Regions from separate parts of the Sus scrofa genome. Here regions 1 and 3 are each linked to region 2. Evidence: chromatin contacts called from public Hi-C and HiChIP or PLAC-seq data. All regions are on one chromosome and are shown on one strand. Each heading gives the region's core, a stretch centred on a gene start, on an enhancer-like site or on the middle of the called end of the contact. The rest is flanking DNA. Distances are from core to core; before and after follow the strand shown.

Region 1 (2,864 bases), core at 240-2,739, 250 kb after region 2:
GAGGTGACTTTTATGGCATTAGTCAGCACCAGGGGGCAGAAGAGATAGCAGCTTGAATGGAAAGAAGCCCAAACTCAAAAGGTCTCTGTGAGTCAAGGCAGGAAGCATGTGAAAGCTTCCAATACCGTTCCTGGAATTGGAAAGTCTTAAGTTATTTAAAAGTGGTTTCTCAACTACAGAAGAAGTCCATGTTCATTGTAGAAAAATTTAAAAAGACAAAAAACAAAATAACAAAGAAAAATTTACTTACTCAAAATCTCACCATCCAAAAGTAAGCACTGTTAACGTTTTGGTAGAGCATATTCTATTTTCTATGTGTGCACATCTTACCACTAAAACAAGATCACAATACTTTTTTTTTTGTTTGTTTTTTTGTCTTTAGGGGGCTGTACTGGTGGCATATGGAGATTCCCAGGCTAGAGGTCTAATTGGAGCTGTTGCTGCTGCCTATGCCAGAGCCACAGCAACACCAGATCTGAGCCGCGTCTGTGACCTACACCACAGCTCATGGCAATGCGGGACCCCCAATCCACGAAGTGAGGCCAGGGATCGAACCCACAACCTCATGGTTCCTACTCAGACTCATTTCCACTGTGCCATGACAGGAACTCCAGGATCACAACACATTCTTACTTTATGTTTCCCCATAACTTTAATTCGTAATAGCCACTCTTTAGCTCAACATAGGATTGTGAGTAGAGGAGAAAAAACCTCAACTCAGTGTCCTAGTTTTGACTCTGACCTAACCAGCCCCTGGCAAGCAGCTCAGCTTCTCTAAGCTTTAGATGCCTCATCTGTGAAATAAAGCCTCTGAAGCCAGTGATACCTAAGGTGCCTTCCTTTTTTTACCATTCTAATCATTGAGAAGTACTTAAAGGAAATGTTAGCAGAGTAAAAACTAAAACTGAAGGCAAGGGCACTTACTTGAGAGCCACCACAGGTTGAACACACACCAGTCACTATGCTGAGTTTTCCCACCCATACAATTTCATTTAATTATCAGAACAACTTCACTATCTCCATTTTACAGGTGAAGGAGTTGATGCTAGAACTTGCCTAGACTCCAGTGTCAAAGACCGTGTCCCTTCAGTTAGTTTTGGTTGGGCTGAGAGGCCAGCAGATCTGCTCTGAGGTGGATGTTTCCTTTCAAAAAAAATCAAGCCCAAGCATTAAGTACCTTCCCCAGGGCTATTTAGCATGAGTTTCCTTTTCTTTAATAACTCCACTAACAATTCTACTGTTTGAGAGTGATTTAAAAGACACAGAGATTTTTGTACATTTTACATTGTACATTTTGTACATTTTAGAGGACTACTGGATAACTAAGAGAGCAGAAAAAGGACAGGGGTTTTATAAAAATAATTTAAACTCGACTTAGAAATACAATTTTATGGTTGTAACTGATGGTCGAAAACCCCCCCAAACTAAACAAAATTACGAAACCTCAGAGAGGGTAATTGGCTTGGGAGAGTCATGAAACTCGCAGTGTGATATTTTAACATTTTGGTTTTCACATCACTGCCAGAGGACATCAGAACAGAATTGAGGGATTTGGATTGACCACTGGTTTTGTGGCTGACTGGCCGCATGAGCGAAAAAGAAAGCCATTTCATTCCTGGCTTTAGTTTTCTCTTCCAGGGAGAAAAACTGAAGAAATGGTCGCAATACAAAGTGTCTTTTAATTAAATGCTGCCTTACTGTCTTATAGGGTTAATATGGTTTATTAACACTGGTTAGATAGGCAGTCTATTTGTGGGTTCACGTTAACACCAAGATGTGACCGACTGCTCAGGCCAAGGAGAGGGAGAAGATGAGCTGATGCACCAAGCAATGAACAAGATAAAAATTTCAAATACAAATGCATTTGGAACGAGCCACAACGTTCTGCACTAAGATTTTACCGTGCACAGAAGCCTTTAGAAGCGAAAGGGATCTCTTTGCGCCGCAGTCCCGCGGTGCTGGCGCCCGGCCCGGGGGAGGGTTTAGGGCTTTCTCTTCTGGCTTGCACCCGCTACGTGCGCCACGGGGTTGCCTCCGCGGCCCCTCGCCCGGGGTTCGCGTTACGCGGCTCGGGCCAGCTGTCCCAGGGGTACCCCGGCGCCCGCGCTTCCCGCACTACCGCAGTCACGTCCACGGGGCCGGGGCTCGAGTCCCAGCTGAACGCTGGTTGGTCGCGCCCTCGAGCTCGCGGCCTGGTGATTGGTCCCAGCCGTTGGCTCACGTGGTCGGGAGCAGATAAGCGGCCTCTCGGGCGCCGCACCCACAATCCGCCAGAGCTGCCGCCCAGTGGGTACCGCGGGGAGCCTGGTGCGAAATTACGCAGGTAGTGGAGTGCCGCCGCCCCTCTGCCTGATGAGCTGCACCAGGTAGGTTCCCTGCAGACTCTCCGCCTGGGCTCCGAGAGAGCGCGCAGCTGGGGGGAGGTTGGGCTGCGTTTTCCTTCCGTCATCACTGCAAATGGAGAACCCAGGAGAGGGCAAGTAGACTGACTGCTGGCACCGGGGATAACTCCAAGGAGTGGAGATTTCCCATGTGCTTTTTAGGCAGAGCTGGTGTTGGTAAATGGCATCTTAAACCAGAAACTGTCCTAACGTGAGTCAGCTTTAGTTCAGATTCCGTAAGGGATTCTGACCGCATCTTTTTTGTCCCGCACAAATGCCTCAAGGACTAGGACAGCTTAGCTCGTGGGTACAGCGCTCTGAGACTGCTGGTTGGATTGTTTAGCTTTGGGGAAAAACTGCAGGACGATGTTTGCACTCCTGGGTGTTCAGCTCTTCTTATGACGGTTTGCCATAGCAAACTCGGCCTCAGAGTGTGAGCAAATGATTATTTTTTTTAACTCTTGAGTAGGACTTAAAGTTTCA
Region 2 (2,899 bases), core at 44-2,543:
AGAGTATGCAAGGGATGGGTTATCTTTTCACTTGCAAAATAGGAATGTGCTCAACTATGAAAAATGAATAAAAACGATGTTTTCTGAACTGTCATCATTTCCCCCTTCAGTCTATGTGGTAGAAAACTACTCATGAAAACTAACAATAAACTTGCTCAATCTTTCTGACTGCTCTGAGAAAGACTATCCCCTATTTACATGTCCATATGCCCACTAACATCGAGCCTCTGCCAAAATGTATTCCCACCATTCTTTAATACTGGAGGAAAGAAGTTCCTCCTATAGCTATACAAATAAATGTCTTGCTGGTTTTCCTACAGTTTTCCTAGACTTTGCTACTGATGGGCATCACTTTAAAATAATTTAAGATTTGCGATCCATCTTTCGCGCCTTGGTTAAGAAGATGATGCCGATTCAATAATTTGCTACAGATTACAACGCTGACGATCGAGTAGGTACTGCCAAACAAAAGGAAGAATTATTTTGTATTGTAAAAAAAAAGTCCCAAGGAAAGAACATATCCCTAAAGACGTAAAGAAAAAATTTTCACATAATTAAAAGGTCATTTGGATAATAGTAACTCAAACCTCCCCGACGTCGACAGTTACTACCAAGTTTTCCCGTGAAATGGAGGTTAGGGATCGGCCTTAGAATACTATGAAAGAGAAGAGACTCTCCTAGAACTGAAAGAGGGAAGAGAAACCACAGATGAGAAACATGGTGAGGAAAGAGAAAAACTAGCTCTAACGTGCCAAAGGCTGTATTCAACAAGAAAGAGACGTTTTTTTAACCGATTTAGGAGAAGTAACCAGAGCCAAAACCCTCGCAGACCAAGGGGAAAACTCCTGAGTGTGGGGAGGAAGGCGCCCGAGCCCAGTGACAATGGGAACCGCTCCTTTCTAGGAGTGGGTGCACCGAGAGGAGACTGTGCCTCGGCCGGGCCGATTTACCGTCGGCTCGGGAAGAGCTAGACTTACCTGGAGACCGCCATGGCCGGGCGCCGGCGGTTCGGAGCTCGCCGCGAGCGACCCGCGGCGCCGCGGAGGCGCTAGTTTCCAGAGAGCAGAGCGGCGCAGGCCCAGGCCCCGAAGCAAAAGGGAGCGGCCAGTGCGGCGAGGGGCGTCCTGGCGCGGGCCCTCGGGCATCTGCCCCGCCGCCTACCCGAGCTCGTACCCACCGCGGCCGGGGCGCAAAGGTCTGAGACAGAGTCGGAGGCGGCAGTCCTCCGACCCGCACGACTTCAAACCGGGTGCCCCCAGCCCCGCTCTTTGCTGACGTAGGCGTCGGCACGCCGGACTGAGCGTCAGCGCGCCGGAAGTGACGTCAGCCCCCGCGAGGGTTTCCGCTTGGCCGCTGAGCCAAAGGAGTGCGAGAGGCTTCCCCCGGCGGCGCGCGCCTGCGAACTAGCTCGTGGTGCCCATCAGAAGGGGATTGTTAGTCTTCAGAGGAGGCAGGAGAGGAGAAGTAAGAGTCCCCTTAATTTTCTAAAAAAGGAAAAAAGACTCTGTAGCCCGGGTTCTGGAAGTTCAAAACCTATGTTTCTGATTCCTCCAGCCCCATTTTTGTCCCACCGGATTTTCCTAGAGAAAGCAATATCCGAGGGACCAGAGAACTCTCTAGTCCGGGTGGCAGTGCCAGAGGGAAGGGTGAAATCCAGAAAGATCTGCGACGGTACTTCTGAAGACACGGCCCAAATGTTTGCCATATTCCTGCCATATGTTCTGCATGGGCACTGGAGGAAAGGTCTTCTGCCAGCCATTTTGCCAAGTTTGGTTTCCTAATTGTTTCTCTTTTTGGTCCCGTCATTTTCTCATCAGATTTGAAAATTCTCAGCCATTTATGTTTATATTTATTTGCTTATGCATCTATTCAATTGCTTAACTTATTAGTCTTTTAAACATTTCTCTGTCACCTGGTGCAGGCCCTTATCTTAAACCTGATTTTTATAATAATTGTCAAAGGGATATTTTTCCAACTTCTTCAATTGAGCTAATCTTTCAGGCCTCCAACAGATTAGTCTTCAAGAAACACTGCTTTTATCGTGTCATAAAACTTGTCCATTGACTACTCATTACCTGAAGAGGCTATGCCTCAATCCCTGAGTCTTTCTCATCTGTAAAATGAAGCTAATGAGAATTACTATAGGAATAAAATGATGTCATGTATCTACAAGAGTTTACAAGAGTTTATAGACCATAAAGGGAAAGAAACTAACTTAAGAACCTACTGTGTGCTAATCATTTGGCATGCGTTATCTCACATAATTTGTAGGCCAATCCTGTAAAGAAAGTATTAATGTTCACTTTATAGGTGGGAAAACTAAGTTGGTAATTTGCCTGACATCCAAGCTAGTAATAATATTTACTGTTCATTCACTCAGCAAATATTAGTTTGGTCCCTGCTCTATACCAGACACTCTGTTAGGCACTGTTTATGCAATTAGACAAAAATCTGATTAAGCTGATGTTCTTTTTTCTTTTTTTCTTTTTCTCCTTTTTAGGGCCACACCCACGACATATGGAGGTTCCCAGGCTAGGGGTCAAATTGGAGCCACAGCTGTCAGCCTCAGCAACACAAGATCTGAGCCACGTCTGTGACCTACACCACAGCTCACAGCAACACCGGATCCTTAACCCACTGAGCGAGGCCAGGGATCAAACCTGCAACCTCATGATTCCTAGTCAGATTAGTTTTCACTGTGCCACAGTGGGAATTCCAAACTGATGTTCTAATATCTTGGCATATCACAGCCTCCTCCCACCTGCCTTCTCAGTTCATCTACCACCACTGAAACTAACAAGCAGGTACATTTACTGATTACACACTATATTCATTTATTCAGCCAAAATTAAGTACCCACCACATGCTAAACACCTCATACTAGAAATGAGGGCTTCAG
Region 3 (2,731 bases), core at 207-2,706, 160 kb after region 2:
GCCCTAAAAAGAAAAAAGATGGGAAGCATTATTTTGTGCATATTTGGCTTACTAGAGAGATCATGTGCGTATTTGGCTTACTTTAATTGAAAATGACCCTTAGGTTCCCATGGCATGAACAATTTGACAAGTTTCTACAACAGATAATGCTCTGAAAACTAAGACAACAATTCTTCCTTTCTTTTTTAATGGTTGTACCTGTGGCATATGGAAGTTCCCAGGCCAGGGATTAAATACAAGCTGCAGCTGTAGCAGTGCTGCATCCTTTAACCCACTGTGCCAGGCTGGGGATAGAACCCTTGCCCCGCAGTAAACCAAGCTGCTAGAGTCAGGTTCTTAATCCACTGTGCCACAGCAGGAACTCTTAAGACAACAATTCTAATTAGAAAATGTGCAAAGGATGTGAACATGAATTGTCTAACTTACAATATAGGAAACTCCAATAAGCAAATGAAGAAATGCTGAACTGTATCAATAATTAGAGAAATGCAAATTAAAACAATGAGATATGTTTCCACTTATTAGAAGGCTATATCATGCCAAGTTTGGCGTTACAGGAACTCTCAGGTGCTACTGGTATCAGTAGACAGGTATAATCCATCAGTACTTGATAAAATTAAGTTTCTATACCTTCACATATAGCAACTCTGCTCTTGGCTATGTATGCTAAGGAAATGCCACATAGGTAAAAGGGGGAACTCAGAGTTTTAATTTCAATATTACTTATAGTGGTAGTTGGGTAGATGCTCTCTTGAGTGTCCATTACTAGGAAAGTGGCTGGGTGTGGTGGTTGCCCATCATAGAACAAGGCAAAAATTAGAAATAGTCAAGCAGATTTACACATGGCAGGATAGAGGAACTTAATTAAAAGCATAGTGTCAGTGTTTCCATTGTGGCGCAGTGGAAAAGAATCCAACTAGTATCCATGAGGATACTGGCCTCCATCAGTGGGTTAAGGATCCAGTGTTGCTGTGGCTGTGGTGCAGGCTGGCAGCTGCAGCTCTGATTTGACTCCTAGCCTGGGAACTTCTATATGCCACAGGCATGGCCCTAAAAAAAAAAAAAAAAAAAAAGGCAAAACAAAACAAAAAAGCAGAGTGTCAAGTGAAAAAAAATATAGGAGAGTAAAACATTATTTAACTAAATTAAAATTATGTTTATACAAAATAATATATTTTTTAAGTATACTTAATGAGCAAAAGATAACCCAATTCAACTTATTGGCATGGCTGCCTGTGGGAGGATAAAGGAGAATGGTCTGAGAATTGGTGTTTAAAGGAAATAAATAAATAAAATATAAAGGCGAGGTTTTGCAAAACCAATGATGATAATGGGCCATGAAGTGAAGAATATGATTAACTCAACCCTGTGTACCTGGGGCATCCACCCCACCCTCCCACCGCTGCAAAAAAAGAAAAAAAACAAAGACCTACATTAAAAAAAAAACCCAAACAAACCCTGCAGACTTTCATCATGTATTTGCTTTGCATGTATATCTAATCTCTTCAGATAAAGTTGTTCCAAGCAAGTTTGGGCATACCTAACTTAGAAAATCTGGCTCTTGAATTTGCCCTTGAAAAGGAGCTGTGAAGGACTAATATTTAACAGATTTTATGCTTTTCCCAATCCATAGTAATGAGAAGTAAAGAACTCCTTCAAGCTGGAACCAAAAAAAAAGAATAAAAAAATAAAATGAGATATATCACAGAAGACTATAGAAATTAAAATTACATTCACACAAATTACTGTTTTTGCCAGAACATTTATGAACAAAAAGATGCTCATTCAACTCATTGCTGTGGAGGAAGAGAAAAGATGCTCATGTCCATTCCTACTGGTTCACAATAGTAAGAATGCTTAGAGATGGGGAGAGGTTTTGGGGAAATTGACTACATTCGAGACACAACTAAATCCATCATATATATTCTCTCATTAATTCCTACAACAGCCCTGTGAAGTACCTCTGTTTTACAAATAAGAAAACTGAGACCCAGAAAAGCTAATCACAATCTAAGTGTCACATGGCTCTTGAGGGGTAGAAGTTGATGAATTCTGAGGAACATCTTAATAAAAATCACGGGTATGCTTGAATCTGTCTGGCTCAGTCCTTACACAAGACAAACATGGCTTAAATAATGTAGACGTTGGTGGAAGACAGTTATTGTTTCTGTGGCCCAATATATCAAATCTTCCTGAGATATTAAGGAAAAATCAAGCCCAGGCTATGGAGGTAATTTAACCTGTAATTAAAAGCCTTTAGTTTTTCAATTCTCCCAGCTATGTGGTATTTTTCCAAGGCCTTTAAAAACATATTTGTTACTCTTTAACTGTGTTAAAAATAGAAAATCCAGTGATATGGTTTGTACATAGCATGCTGCAATCAAGCTGAGATCTTACTCTCTAGCTAGTTACTCATTAAATAGATCATATGATAATCAGACATTTGACATTGGAATTGATTAACGATGAAGTCGGGACTCTGGATTGCCTGATAAACTTATGTCACTGAATCCAGCAGAGTTTATAGTACCTCATGCTTCTTTTTGTTCATCATTACATGCTATTGGCAGGCACAACGCAAAGATGCAACCTTCCAAAATCAAGGTTTCCTGAGGAAAAAATTTTACATTTCTCCTTAAAAGCACTTTATAATAATACTAAATAATCTGCATTCAGATTCATAAAGAAATAAATTATCTCTTGAGTCAAATCCTATTCATACCCAGTTTTA

Evidence for each region. Hi-C and Micro-C count contacts between places; a contact is called where the count stands out from the background. HiChIP or PLAC-seq counts read pairs in DNA pulled down with a chosen protein or histone mark.
Region 1: an H3K27ac HiChIP or PLAC-seq map of skeletal muscle shows a contact between it and region 2. The contact joins the promoter of PPP1R3C here to the promoter of BTAF1 in region 2. A contact is called at or near these places in 3 of 47 Hi-C or Micro-C datasets (embryonic fibroblasts, mesenteric adipose tissue and omental adipose tissue) and 2 of 2 datasets of contacts at active chromatin or transcription factors (alveolar macrophages and skeletal muscle).
Region 3: a Hi-C map of liver shows a contact between it and region 2, with 2.5 times the contacts expected there. The contact joins the enhancer-like site here to the promoter of BTAF1 in region 2. A contact is called at or near these places in 2 of 5 promoter capture datasets (fetal liver and liver), 11 of 47 Hi-C or Micro-C datasets (adipose tissue, embryonic fibroblasts, epiblast stem cells and 6 more) and 2 of 2 datasets of contacts at active chromatin or transcription factors (alveolar macrophages and skeletal muscle).

Annotation. Positions count from the first base shown.
Region 1 is chr14:103,277,382-103,280,245 of Sscrofa11.1, reverse strand. It overlaps PPP1R3C (protein phosphatase 1 regulatory subunit 3C), which reads left to right and starts at 1,489. Exons shown (of 2, transcript XM_005671280.3): 1 at 1,489-2,366. The coding sequence starts at 2,353.
Region 2 is chr14:103,529,140-103,532,038 of Sscrofa11.1, reverse strand. BTAF1 (TATA-binding protein-associated factor 172) reads right to left here and starts at 1,293. Exons shown (of 38, transcript XM_003359291.5): 1 at 978-1,293. The coding sequence starts at 991.
Region 3 is chr14:103,368,461-103,371,191 of Sscrofa11.1, reverse strand. No RefSeq gene overlaps it. Among named protein-coding and RNA genes, the nearest start is that of TNKS2, 27 kb to the left of the region's middle. Within about 2 kb of position 1,456, at least 3 of the 83 cell types and tissues checked have an H3K27ac peak or open chromatin away from gene starts, as enhancers often do. A contact at or near this core is called in fetal liver and liver, where this site is marked.